Linked DNA regions of Rattus norvegicus: region 1 is linked to region 2. A link is a contact called in public Hi-C data. All regions are on one chromosome and are shown on one strand. Each heading gives the region's core, a stretch centred on a gene start, on an enhancer-like site or on the middle of the called end of the contact. The rest is flanking DNA. Distances are from core to core; before and after follow the strand shown.

Region 1 (6,903 bases), core at 2,115-4,614, 38 kb after region 2:
CTGTCGGCCTGCACTTCTTTGCTTCATCCATCTTGTCTAATTGGGTGGCTGTATATGTATGGGCCACACGTGGGGCAGGCTCTGAATGGGTGTTCCTTCTGTCTCTGTTTTAATCTTTGCCTCTCTATTCCCTGCCAAGGGTATTCTTGTTCCCCTTTTAAAGAAGGAATGAAGCACTAAGGTGGGTTTTTTTTTTTAAATCTTCAGAAATACATTCTCATGATTTTATTTCAAGTTTCTTTCTTCTTTCTTTTTTTTTGTTTTTTGTTTTTTGTTTTTTGTTTTTTGTTCAGACTTTTTGGTGAGAACTAAGTCTGTTTCCCACCCACCAACAAAGTCTTCCGCTACCTGTCCTCTTTCCCTTCTCTATGTTTTTAGATCTCTATCTAGTGGTTTTGGTGCCATTAGGAAGACTCATTTTCTGACTTTATGAGGGATGGAGGAGACCAGTACTTTCTCTTCCTCCATGTGGAAGGAGTGAGCATATGGGACCAGTAATAAGGTATCCTGATAATGGCCTCAGAATCAAGCTGTCTAGAGAGCAGGGACTGGAAAGGTGTCACAGTAGTGTGACTGACCAGGTTCCTGATGTGACCCAGCATTTGTTAGGACAATCAGCATTGGCCTCAGGGAACGCTCCTGCTGTGACCTTACCTTCCAGTGGCAATCTATCTCCCTAGTCTGCTGCAAGTATGGCTTCCTTCTTTGTGGGTGCAGGGCCTTGTCTGAAAAGCAACCGAGGAGTCAAAGAAGGAGCAGAAGGATTCTGGGTATACTGGCTGGTTTTAGGTGTCAACTGGACACAAGCTGGAGTTACCACAGAGAAAGGAGCCTCAACTGAAGAAAACGCCTTCATGAGACCAAGCTGTAAGGCATTTTCTCAATTAGTGGTCAAGCCCATTATGGGCGGTGCTGTCCCTGGGCTGGTGGTCTTGGGTTCTATAAGAGAGCAAGCTGAGCAAGCCAGGGGAAGCAAGCCAGCAAGCAACATCCCTCCATGGCCTCTGCCTCAGCTCCTGCTTCCTGATCTGCTTGAGTTCCAGTCCTGACTTCCTTTGGTGATGAACAGCCGTGTGGAAGTGTAAGCTGAATAAACCCTTTCCTCCCCAACTTGCTCCTTGGTTATGCTGTTTGTGCAGGAATAGAAACCCCAACTAAGACACTGGGTCTGACACTGAGTCCAGCCAGCCTGGCCTCTTCTCCTGGACTCACTGGGCTCTGATTCATAGGGTGCCAAGGCCAAACACATTTGAGTGACAGCACCTTCCTTTAGCCTTGCCCTTGCCAGTTCTGTGTTCCCTTGTCCCAGAACAGCAACTTAGTAAATGCCCGCTGTCCCCAGTCACCAATCAGCCATGTACATACATGCTTGCTTTTCTTCCCATGGTGGAAGCAGGCCAGCTTGGTGGCAGTCTCTGCTGTGCCCTTCTCCCAACCCCCACCTAGGCCATTGTTTCTGTTAGCTCTTTCTGCTGTTGAGAGGAGAGGAATGTGGGTAAGGGTGTAAAGCCTGGGGTCTGGACAGCGGATTCCATCCAAGATCTGAGAACGCTGCAGGTCTATGAGAAGGATGTGACCAGGAGGTGTTGAAAGGTCAGCAGTCCTTCCAAGCACGTTGGTATTGTCCTCTGGGGTCTTGCCAAGGCTGGGGGCGTGTGTACGTAAGAAGGAAAGATAAACTTGAATAGCTCTTTTGTGGAGGTTCGTCCCTGCAAAAGAGGTGAGAGGACATAGGAAGAATGGACTTGGGGCTGGAGAGATGGCTCAGTGGTTAGAGCGCTGACTGCTCTTCCAGAGGTCCTGAGTTCAAATCCCAGCAACCACATGGCGGCTCACCACCATCCGTAAAGGAGATCTGATGCCCTCTTTTGCATCATGACAGACATGGTGTACTTATATATGATAAATAAATAAATAAAATAAAAAAAAAGAGTGGAGTCCCACACCCCGTATGTGACAGTTAGAAAGGCTGACTGGAAGTGCCAGCAGACCCCAGAGCCTCATCCTCAGAGACTGCACAACAGCACAGCTATGCCTGGCGAGACTTCCTAGCAGGAGATGAACAAATGGACGAATCTTGGAGTTGCTTTGCCAGCTACTCTGGAGTCTGCAGTCCCGTCTGGAGCCCCAGTAGAGGTGCTCCCAAGAGACTCCCTGCCCAGGGGTGTGCTGAGTCAGCAGAAAGCACTCCAATCGGCTCTCCAAGAGACCATGGGCTAAGTGTGTTCTCCCAGCCTGGGCTAATGGTGGGAGTTCCTGGCCACACCGGGTTTCCCCTGAGGAAGGACCTGGCTCCCACCACTTCCACAGACACCTCCGAGGGGACTGAGGGCACTGTGGCTCAAGAGCCAGCCCTGGAACATTTTTAGGCAGCCAGCCGAGCTGCAGGGAGGCTCCTTGAAAATCAAGGCAGGCTGTAAAGGCTGCTTCTGGGCTCGGGGTGTCAGAAGGATCCTCAAGCCCTCAGGCGGGAAGGGAACAAAGGAGGCCTCTGCTTCAGCCTCAGGCTTCTGACTCCACAGTTCTGTAGTTGTGTGAAGAGTTAGGCTCGTTTTGCCCTGAATTCACCATATGTCCGTGTATGGCTCTCACTCTGCCTCTCGCTCCTGGCCTACTGGTATCTCCCGTGCATAGGATACCTGGTCAAGGTGGGCTTCGAACCCATGCCTGCCACTCTGCTCATGGGTACCGTTTGTCTGGAAGAAACATGAACAAGCAGAGGGCTAGGTAGGTCTCTGTGAGCTGCAAGAAAATCCCTGGTACCAGAGTAGACATCAATATCTGGGTGCGGAGGCTAAGCTTAGAGTCACCATAAGAACATCACCGAGGGCCAGTGCCAGGGTTCAGGTACCTGAGGACAAAGAGGTGAGGCCCAGAGAAAGAGCTGCCAAGAGTCCCCAAGGTTGTGTGTGTGTGTGTGTGTGTGTGTGTGTGTGTGTGTGTGTGTGTACCAGAGGTCATGCAAAAAGTCCCTTCTTCTAGATCGGGCTGGCCAGGGAGACTATCCCCTAGGGGGCAGTGTTGCCATTTTGCTATTCGCCAGAGGGTGCAGCAAGCCGGTCTAGGCCTGCCATGCCTGTGTGACTAGGACTTTGGCTCTGGTCCCACACTGAGCCTGCTGGTTCCTGGGATTACTTCATCTTGCAATAGGGTGGGAGCTGGGGAAACAGAGGCTGCATGGCGGGAGGAGGCTGGGGCGGGCATCTGGGTTAAGGCTAAGTGAGCAGGGTGGGGTTGTCCTGGGGGAAGGGATACCCAGCTGGTCTCTGGGCAGGTAACATGGGTTGGGCCAAGCGACACTGGCTGAGTCACGTACGTCCACACGTTGACAGGTCACTGGTGCGAGGAATGAGTCAGCTGCAGCTGAGCTCCAGGAATAGAGTCTGGGAGGGCAGCTCTCTGATCCTGATGCTCCTGTAGGATCTGTCTGGGTCCGTGGAGTGACAGGGAACTTGTGTTGGAGAGGCAGCTGTTCTGTCCCTTAAAATGAAAGGGCTGTTACTGCTACTGTCTGCTGGAGTCTATCTGGGCTGCCGTACCAAAAGTCGCCGTGAATAGGCCACAGAGGAAAACTTGGTCCCTCACTCACTGTTCTGAGACCGATGCCCAATATCAGGATGCTTGAAAAGTTCTGTGTCGGGTGAGGGCGACTTTCTTCTTGGTACACACAGTATTTCCTTGCTGGGTGCTGACCGGGTGAAGGGAAAGGGGAGATCTCTGGGGTCCCTTTCTATTAGGGCCCTATGCTTATTATTTTTCTCACGGCTGTGAACAAAATAGCAGACCGAGGAAGCAACTACAGTAGGTAAGGGTTTATTTTGGCTCCCAGTTGGAGGGCACACAGTCTGTCCCGGTAGGAGAAGTGATAGCAGCGGGAACGTGAGGTAGCTGGCCAGTCAGGGAACAGAGGTAGATGCTGGTCTTCAGTTCTCTTTCTCCTTTGCGCTCGGTTGGGAACCCCAGCCTAGGGGATGCCACCTCACTTTAGAATGGTTCTCTCTAATTCAGCTAATCAAGTCCGAAAACACAGATACAACCAGATGCTCATCTCCGTGGCAACGCCAAATCCCATTAAGTCAACAGTCAGGATTAACGTTCATAGACCCTACCTCCTTTCTTGGGGGGTGGCGCCCATTCCTAGGACTAGGTTAGGTATCAACGAATATACTTAGGGGAGGGGGAGGCACACTTTTGGATCCTGTCACTGCAGTACGACATACTGACTTCTCACTTGGTTTCCCTGTCCCAAGGCCACCAGGGCAGGAAGGTGAGCACGGTGGCTACCGTTGACCAACTCTGAGGACGTAAACACTGTCCAAGATGGAGAGACCATGGTCTGGACCCTCCCTCCACTACTCCAGTCTCTTGGAGTCACACAGTCCAAACAGAGCACTCTGTGTTCAAGGTGCTGAAACTAAGAGAAGCTTACAAGAGCGGACCTGGGGAGATGCAGGGACTAACGGGATTCAGTTTGTGGGCCCCCCAGGGGCTAACAGGATTCAGTTTGTGGGCCCCCCAAAGCCTACAAACTGTTCTGTGGGCTTCCGTATCATGGCCTGGCTGAGAATACCACTACAGGCTTGCAGCTGGATGTCAGGGAGAAGGGGACTCCTTGTCTTGGGCTCACGGAGGCTCATTCTCCACTATAGAGGCTGAGTACCAGAGTCAAGGTAAGGCACAGAAGTTGGCCTCTAGGCTCAGCACTACAAGCCATGGTTTAAGGGGCAAACCTGAGGGGTGTGGTTGAAAAAAAGCTACCTCTGTCCTTCAGGAAGCTCTTGTGTGTTCCCGGCACACCACCGCTCGAACCTACAGGCCGGAAAAGGGCAGTTTCTCACTTTTTCCCTGTAAGGACTTTCTTGGTTGTTGTGTCTCCCTGGAAACTGCTCTTGTCTGCCTGGCCACTTGGCTTCCCCTGGACGGCCCAGTCTTGGTCGGACACTGAGAGTTCAGGTTCCCAGAATCGCCTTCTAAGGCCTCATCTTTGGCCTTCCCACAGAGCCGGCCACCCCAGCTCCCCTTAAGGGCCCCTGCTGGAATGAGCCCCACACAGTTGGACGCCCTGGTCTGGAATCTGCCACAGCCTGAAGCACCTCCTTCCCAACTGTGGAATGGGGATGTCGGTGTCAGCAGAATCTCAGGGTGTTGGTGGCCCACTTAACAGTGAGCTCCGGTTGACAGCTGTGTGACTTTGATGCCCACCCTCGGGATTACTGGATGTGTTATAATTAACTCTGCTGGGAGGGTGTGGACTCTGGGGTCAGCCAGGATGCCCGAGGTCGTCTGATTAAGAACAAGAGCTACCTCAAGCCGTGAGGCCAACTGTGACCATAAAAGGCTTTCTTTGGTCACTTTATTTAAAGACCGACACCACCAAGCACAGACAGTCCTCTGATGGCCTCTGGAGCCCCCCACATCCTCCCAGGGTAAACCTGACATTTTTGTTCTTCACTCCTGTTTTGTATCTGTCAAAATTCTTCTGGGCTGCTGGAGAGATGGCTCAGTGGTTAGAGCACTGATTGCTCTTCCAGAGGTCCTGAGTTCAATTCCCAGCAACGACATGGTGGCTCATTAACCATCTGTAATGGAATCTGGTGTTCTCTTCTGGTGTGCAGACACACATGCAGGCGGAGCACTGTACACATTTTAAATAAATCTGTTTTGTAAAAAAAAAAAAGTGAAGTGATGTTAGGCCTTGTACATGTGAGTACACTGTTGCTGTCTTCAGACACACCAGAAGGGGGCATCGGATCCCATTACGGATGGTTGTGAGCCACCACCTGGTTGCTGGGAATTGAACTCAGGACCTCTGGAAGAGCAGCCAGTGCTCTAACCACTGAGCTATCTCTCCATCCTCAAATAAATCTTCAAGAAAAATCTTCTGGGGAAATTCACTTTGTGGACGTCCCTCAGACCCTCCTGGAGGCTACAGAGCCAGGCTGCTACTGGCCACATGAATCGTCCATACACGGGGTTGGGGATTTAGCTCCGTGGTAGAGCGCTTGCCTAGCAAGCGCAAGGCCCTGGGTTCGGTCCCCAGCTCTGAAAAAAAGAATAATTAAAAAAAAATCGTCCATACACATCTCTCTGACCACCTCCCCGTCTCTCTGAGGTCTTCTTGGCATGAATCTCTAGGATTGCTGAGAGTCTGACTGTCCTATGTCTCCCTTCACACTGGGTCAGAGAAATACAGCTGCTCACAGAACGACAGGGAGATTCTGTCCCTCCTTTGGCCTGGTTGGGGCTATGGTGGATCAATTTTCATACTTCCGTTAAGTTCAAGGCAGCAACAGGCTTTCCCCAACACTCTCACTCTCTCGCAAGGAAGCTGGCTAGCCTGGGCTGGACCCTGGTTTGAAACAAGGAGATCCCGTACTGTGAGGAGGACGCCAGGAGCATATTGCCCAATTTCCAGCAGGCCTCTGTGATGTGGGTGGTCACCGGGGCTAATAAGCAATAGAACTTGGCTGACCCCAAAGCCCCCACCCTGCCCATCTGAAGCACGGGGGTCACAGCGGCGAAGCTATGCCGTAGGAGAAACAACTTAGGCCCACTGGCTCATGAACAGGGCTGGAGGTGGGCACCAGCGGGGGACACATCACAGGAAAGCAAAGGTAGTGACCTCCCTCTCCCTGACAGCCCCTTCTGGAACAGGGAGAGGGTGAGGTGAAGAGGACCGTCTAGGTCCTTGCTGCGTGTGCAACTTCCGGGATCTTCCCCACCACCGCTTTTCTACCAAGGCCAAGAGCAGGGAGACCAGTGAGGGCTGCAAAGCGGTGGGTTCCACGCCATCAGAATGCCGATCTCGCACCGTTCTCGTCATGGCCGTTAGCGAATTTGCCACTTGCTAAAGGATTTCCGTAACTTGGAATCAGTGCTCACGCAGCTTTGTGGAGCCGGGGT
Region 2 (7,252 bases), core at 3,909-6,408:
GAAAGAACTCCTGAACCATTGGGCTGGAGAGCCTAGTGACCAGGGCAGGGCATGCCAGCTACGATGATGCCCTAATGGGTACTGGTGATGCTGGCAGAGGCTGAGGACAGCATCCATTTGGATACATTAATAGGCACTCAGGTTTGAGACCTAGCAACCTGATGATGTCATTGCCATCACCCTATCACCAAGAGCACCATGATGTCATCGCCACGACCACCCTCATGGTTCTAGGTCTCTTTCTGTAGCTTTAGTAAAACTCTCTGGCTAAAAGAGACTTAGGGGAGGGAGGGCTTTTTCTATTTACACTTCCAGGTCTCGGTCCATCATTGAGGGGAGTTGGTGTGGGAAATCAAGCAGGGACTTGAAACAGAGATCATGGCAGATGAGGGTGGCTGACTTGCTTCAAGTCTCACATTTAATTAGCTTTCTTTCTTTTTTGTAAAAATTATTTATTTTGGGGTTGGGGATTTAGCTCAGTGGTAGAGCGCTTGCCTAGCAAGCGCAAGGCCCTGGGTTCGGTCCCCAGCTCCAAAAAAAAAAATTATTTATTTATTTTGTGCATATGTGCACACTGTTGAGGTCTTCAAACACATCAGAAGAGGGCATCAGATCTCATTACAGATGACTGCGAGCCACCATGTGGTTGGTGGGAATTGAACTCAGGACCCCTGGAAGAGCAGCCAGTGGTCTTAACTGCTGAGTGGTTGCTCCAGTCCCAACTAGCGCTCTCTCTCTCTCTCTCTCTCTCTCTCTCTCTCTCTCTCTCTCTCTCTCTCTCTCTGTCCCTCCAGAGCTGAGGACCAAACCCAGGGCCTTATGCTTGCAATCCCCAACTCTCCCCCCCTCCTCCCCAACTAACTTTCTTTTTTTTTCTTTTTTCTTTTTTTCAGAGCTGGGGACTGAACCCAGGGCCTTGCGCTCGCTAGGCAAGCGCTCTACCACTGAGCTAAATCCCCAACCCCCCAACTAACTTTCTTATACAGCCCAGGATCACCTGCCTGAGGAATGGTGCTGCCCACAGTGGACAATCTGATAAAGATTATTACTCAATTGAGACTCTTCCCTTCCCTCCCCGCTTCCCTGCCCCCCAGTAATCTCAGACTCTGTCAAGCTCAATATATGGGTGGTGACCCCTCTGGAGGTTGAAAGACCAGACAGCAGTAGAAAAATTACAGCTATGAAATAGCAACCAAGTTTAACATGGTGTGGTACATTGTATGGCCACCAGATGGCAGAAGAGGCATTGCCTCAAAGACAAGACCGTAGCGAGCACCGACTCAAAAACACCCAGCCTTAAGGGTCACCTTCACTAGGAGACTAGTTGCAATAAACATCCGGGGCCTGCTTCTGGGGACCACTGCCTGTGTGACAAGGAACTGTAGGAGATGGCCCTGGCCCCAGGAGTTTGGTCCAGCAGAGAACCTGAGCTGGAGACCCCGTGGTGTTTCTTCATAATGAGCCTGATGGACCGATCTTTGGAAGGGGAGGTCGCCTAACAAGGTCAGCATCGTGCTGGCCTGCTCTCTCTGCTGCAGCTCCAGCGCGCAATGACGCGAGCTGTGAGCCGGCTAGGCCCCAGGGGTTATAGCTTCTTCCTGGGAAGCCTCTGGCAGAGGCAACCAGAACAGCTTCCTTCCTGCCACGCTGCAGAGACCCATGTGGGGGGCTGGGAGGCGTGGGGGCTGGGAGGCTGGGAGAGAAGGGCCTACGAGGCAGCCTCAGCTAACACGTGTTGTGATCATAGGTTCTGTCCGCCTGACTGTGCTTGCTGTCGTCAATGTCAGCCGGCTCAGGGACCTATGGTCCTATGTGGAACAGTCCCAGCTTACAAGGAAAGGCACTAAGGAAGTGTTGGAGGCTGCCTCAGGACACCAGCCTTCTCTGCAGGGTAGAACTCCCCACTCCTAACCTCTATCTCTCCCCCCCAGGTCTCTCACTTCTGGAAGCTTGAGAGGGGAGCCCCATTCATGCTGCCCTAGGCTGCAGCTGTTAGGAGGTCCCTCAGCCTCTGCTTCTCCCTCCCACAGCAGGGGGATGGGGGCTGCTGTTGTTAGTTGAGAGGCTGAGAGCCCCAAGGACATGGGATTTCTTCCAAGATTCCTGGCTGAGGATTGAGTTTACTGAGAGGCAGGCGGGGCACAAGCCTGTGTGTGCAGGCAGTCATCATGAGAGCAGAACAGAAAGGAAAACATGCAGGCACACAGGCGTCATATCACAGGCATGTAAGAATGCATACGCGGACACACATGTGCAAACGTGTACTACAAACGTACACCACATACTGCACACACACATACATACACATACCAAAACAACCCGCACATACATATGCCATAAATACACCACACACACAAACACCACAAAAATACACTGCGCACAAACACATACACACATGTATATACCACAAACACACCAAATACAAATAAACCACAAACTCACTCTGCACACTCGTACATGCACATACACACAAACACATGCCACCCGCACCAGAAACATACCACACACATATATACACACACCACAAACACACACCACACACATACATGCACATACACACAAACACATGCCACACATACCAGAAACATACCACACACATATACACACACACATACCACAAACACACAGCACACACACATATACATGCACATACACACAAACACATGCCACAGACACACACTACGAACACATCACACACATACATATACACACCCCAAACAGATCACACACACACACCACAAACATACCACGTATACACATACACACATATACCACAAATACAGCACACACAGCACACACACATATACATGCACATACACACAAACACATGCCACACACACCACAAACACATCACACACATACACATCACAAACACATAGCATAACATATGCACACACCACGAACATACCACATACACATACCACAGACATACCACACATACACACATATACCACAAATATAGCACAAACACACAGCACACACACATACATTCACATACACACAAACACTTGCCACACACACACACACAACCACAAACACATAGCACACACACACACACACACACACACACACACACACACCCCACAAACACATAACATACACCTAGGCACACACAGCCATGCTTTGGCCTCTGTTATGTGCCTGTCTCGTGTTAGCTTCCTTCTGTGCCAGTTCGTACTTGAACTTGATGCAGATAGACACACAGATTTTGTTTTTCCACTGAGAATAGTACCTCTCCCTTAGGTTCAAGGGCATCTGAAGGTCACTGGGAAGGAGGGGCTGTGTGGAGTTAGGGGAGGGGATTCCTATTCTTCGTCTGAGCCCCACATCATGCCCTTAGCTCCTTGCAGAAGGGCACATTAGACTTGGAGGGCTAGGTGAGAAGACAGTACACCCCAGATTCCACTTCCAGCTTGTAGGGATGTGGAGGCTCTATGCTAAAACCCTGGTGCCACATCCTTATGGCTGTGCAGAAGCAGAGAGCACGCTCAGTGACCAGCATCAACCAATGGTGGTGGTGTGGGCTGCTGGGTGAATTGGAGTGGGACAGAGCTGGTATTCTTCGCGTGGACCCACTCAGGAACCCCCACCAGGTCGCTACTGAACCCTTGCCTATTATGTGATGTAAAACTGAGTTAATTAAATTCAGTGTCTGGCATGTGAACTCCGGGCTGTCTCTCTGAGTTCCCTGCTTGCTCTACGGACCTATTCGCCTGTGGCTGCTATGGGCTGGGTTTCAGTGAGCCCCGCCCATCGGTGTTCTGGGTGGCTGCTATGGGCTGGGTTTCAGTGAGCCCCGCCCATCGGTGTTCTGGGTGGCTGCTATGGGCTGGGTTTCAGTGAGCCCCGCCCATCGGTGTTCTGGGTGGCTGCTATGGGCTGGCTTTCAGTGAGCCCCGCCCATCAGTGTTCTGGGTGGCTGCTATGGGCTGGCTTTCAGTGAGCCCCGCCCATCAGTGGTCCCTGCGTGCCCCACGCTTCTTCAACAAATGGCCACGAGTCAGTGGTTGGAAACAGAAAAGAACTGAGAGGAGCAAAATCCAAAGTTAACATTCCGATACTTCAAGCTCCTTCTGAGGTGACTTCCACTCTGGGATCAGGAAGCATGGCCCAGCCTCTGCTACCCTCTGCTGTGGTTCTTCCCATCGGTCCCTGCTCCCACTTCTTCTCAAGGTCAATTGACTCAGGATATAATGACTCCATCTTTTTTTTTTTTTTTAAAGATTAATTTATTTTATGAATCCACTGTCGCTGTCTTCAGACACACCAGAAGAGGGCACCATTACAGATGGTTGTGAGCCACCATGTGGTTGCTGGGAATTGAACTCAAGACCTCTGGAAGAGCAGTCAGTGCTCTTAACCTCTGAGCCATCTCTCCTGCCCCATGACTCCATCTTTAACTCAGTCATTTCGGTGAAGACTCATTTCCATATAAGGTTACACATTTGGATCTGGATATTAGAAGTAAGTCATATCTTTCTGAGAACAGGAGATCACTCACAAGTCCCTAGTGTCCCCGAGTTTGCCTTTGGAGCTCTCTCTATTGTGCCTGCCCTCCCCAGGAAGCCCCAGCTGTCCGAGGACATATATCAACACATTTTAATGATGAAGAAACTTGAGACCTATAAAAGTATAGGGTGGAGAGCCCCAGGCCTTCAGCTGGCTGAGCCAGGAGCACACTAAGTGGTTCAGGAAGTCAAGGGCTCTAAGTTCATTTATTCTTTTAAAAACTTACTATCTATCGTATTATTCTTTGAGTGTTTTTGCCTGCACGACATGTGTGCCAGGGACTGGGCAGAGGCCAGAAGAGGATGTTGGATCCTCTGGAACTGGAGTTACAGATGGTTGTAAGTCGCTGTGTGGGTGCTGGAAATCGAATCCCGGTCTTCTGGAAGAGCACCAAGTGCTTTTAACTGCCGAGGCACCTTTTCCGGCCCCAGTTCCTTTATTCTCTCGAGAAAAATTTCAAGATTTATTCAGTAAATTAAAACAAATGGCTCGTGGTGCACTTAAAAAAAAAAAAAAATCAACAAACCACGAAAGCAGCCCAGCCTGTTTTCCCGCCCTCAGGATTCTTTGCAGAGCTGACCGTAGACACGTCTGCTCGAGGCGGTCAGCAAGGGGCCACCCACTCCTGATTCCCATGGACTGAGCTGCACTCTGATGCACGAAAAGCCTGTGTTTCTGTTCTAGATGTTTCTATGGAGATTCACAGTGCACACCCACAGATGATCCCGGTTTAGCGTCCGTCCCATGACTCACCTATTAACAGGCTTAAAGGCAACTTCTGACCTAGCCTGGGGTATCGCCACCCTCTGGCCCTGACACTTGTTCCAGGAACCCACGAATGTAAGAGAGCTTCCCCTGAGGACAGGGACCCTGCAGTTTCTTCCAGGAAGGAAACATGACCTTGAATAGTACTTAGGGTCCCTGTTACTCTTCCACAGTTCTGCCATATGGCAGAGACAGTGGCTTTGGCTGGCCCTGAGCACTGGGAGGGGAGGCAGGGCTGAAGGGCTGGGTTGGAGTGGGGTCTTTTGGGAACCTCTGTAGTGTGCATAGTTTCTGGGTACATCTTCCCAGGAAGATGTGTGTGTGTGTGTGTGGGGGGGGTAAAGGTAAGGGAAAGTGGGAGGGGTTTACATCGATTGGCACCAGGGCCAGGGATGTGGCTCAGCTGGTTGAGGGCTTGCCTAACACGCACAAGGCTGTGGGTTTTGTCCTCAGCTTCTTATAAACCCAGGCTACTGGCACATGCCTGTAATCTATTGGGAGGGAATTAGGGCGAACAAGAAGTCAAGGCTATCCTCAGCTACATAAAGAACTGGAGGCTAGCCCTTGCTATCTGATCAAAAGTAAGGAAGGCAAGAAGGCAGGAAGGCATACCCTTACCAAATTTCAGCCTTCTCCATGCGGTCCTCTTGGCAGCCATCGGGAAACCGAGTCAAGTGAGGAGCTTCGTAACTAGACCCCAAAGGTTCTTGGGAGTCAAGGATACCTAAGGCTTTTGGCTGGAGGCTTGGCTTGACCAGGAAAGGTGGAGCAGGGATGTAGGCTCCCATCTTTTCATGCAGGGTAAGGATGGGTGTCCTTGGAGTTTCTGCAGGTGGCAACGCATAGAGGAAATATCCCCAGATTCCCTGTGGTTCTTTGACAAGGGAGGAAGAGCTGACCCAGAAGTAGCATTGGGAGAGAAGCTGGCCCAGGCTGCCACAGCCCCTGCCTGCTCAGAGCCTTCTTGTCTTTCCTCAGGGCGGCAGTCCCGGTCCTAGGGAGGAGTGAGCGGGGGTGGCATACGGCCACCACGACCACACAGCCCCCGTGCCTGCCATACCATGTGAGGCAGACTGGACAAAGCCTTATTTTGGGGAATGTCCTGGTCAGGTTTCGATTGCTGTGATAAACGCCACGGCCAAGTAAGAGAGGGCTTTCTCCAGGTTACGGTTGTAGCCCTCCATGAAGGGAAGTCAATGCCGGAACCTGGAGGCAGAGACTGAACCAGAGACTGAACCAGAGACCGTGAAGGAATGCTACCTGCTGGCGTGCTCCAAATCGATTGCTCAGCCCGCTTTCTTGGGCTCACAATGGGCTGGGTCCTCATATCAATTAGTAGCCAAGAAAGCCCCTACGGTCTTGCCTATAGGCAATCTGACGGATGTACCTTCTCAGGAGATTCCCTCTTCCCAGATGACTATAGATTGTGTTAAGTTGACAAAACCCATCCAGGTCAGTCAGAGGGACACTGGCCCTTCTGGACACCAAGAAGGCATTGCAGGCTCAGTCCCAGGGCAGAGCTGAAGGCTAACTGAAGAACTTACACCATGCCCCATGGCTGTGTCTGCTTTGCTCTGGGCTTGCCCTTTCTGCAAAAGTCACCTGGGTTTCCTGAACTGTAGAATTATCTTCACAGGGGTCAAGGGTGGCCAAAGACTGCTGTAGCTGTCTCCTGGGACTCTGTTACTATGGTAACGCATATACAGCTAGGGGCAGTGTCTTAGTTAGGGTTTTCCTGCTGTGAACAGACACCATAACCATGGCAAGTCTTTTTTTTTTTTCCGGAGCTGGGGACCGAACTCAGGGCCTTGCACATGCTAGGCAAGCGCTCTACCACTGAGCTAAATCCCCAACCCCCATGGCAAGTCTTATAAAGGACAACATTTAGGCTGTGGCTGGCTTATGGGTTCAGAGAGGTTCAGTCCATCATCATCAAGGTGGGAACATGGCAGCATCCAGGCAGGCATGGTGCGGGAGG

What was found. Hi-C and Micro-C count contacts between places; a contact is called where the count stands out from the background.
Region 1: a Hi-C map of the A7r5 cell line shows a contact between it and region 2, with 2.2 times the contacts expected there. The contact joins two enhancer-like sites. A contact is called at or near these places in 6 of 12 Hi-C or Micro-C datasets (the A7r5 cell line, the Rat2 cell line, Schwann cells and 3 more).

What each region holds. Positions count from the first base shown.
Region 1 is chr20:9,830,412-9,837,314 of GRCr8, forward strand. No RefSeq gene overlaps it. Among named protein-coding and RNA genes, the nearest start is that of Cryaa, 49 kb to the left of the region's middle. Within about 2 kb of position 3,365, at least 12 of the 93 cell types and tissues checked have an H3K27ac peak or open chromatin away from gene starts, as enhancers often do. A contact at or near this core is called in the A7r5 cell line, where this site is marked.
Region 2 is chr20:9,790,478-9,797,729 of GRCr8, forward strand. No RefSeq gene overlaps it. Among named protein-coding and RNA genes, the nearest start is that of Cryaa, 9.2 kb to the left of the region's middle. Within about 2 kb of position 5,159, at least 11 of the 93 cell types and tissues checked have an H3K27ac peak or open chromatin away from gene starts, as enhancers often do. A contact at or near this core is called in the A7r5 cell line, where this site is marked.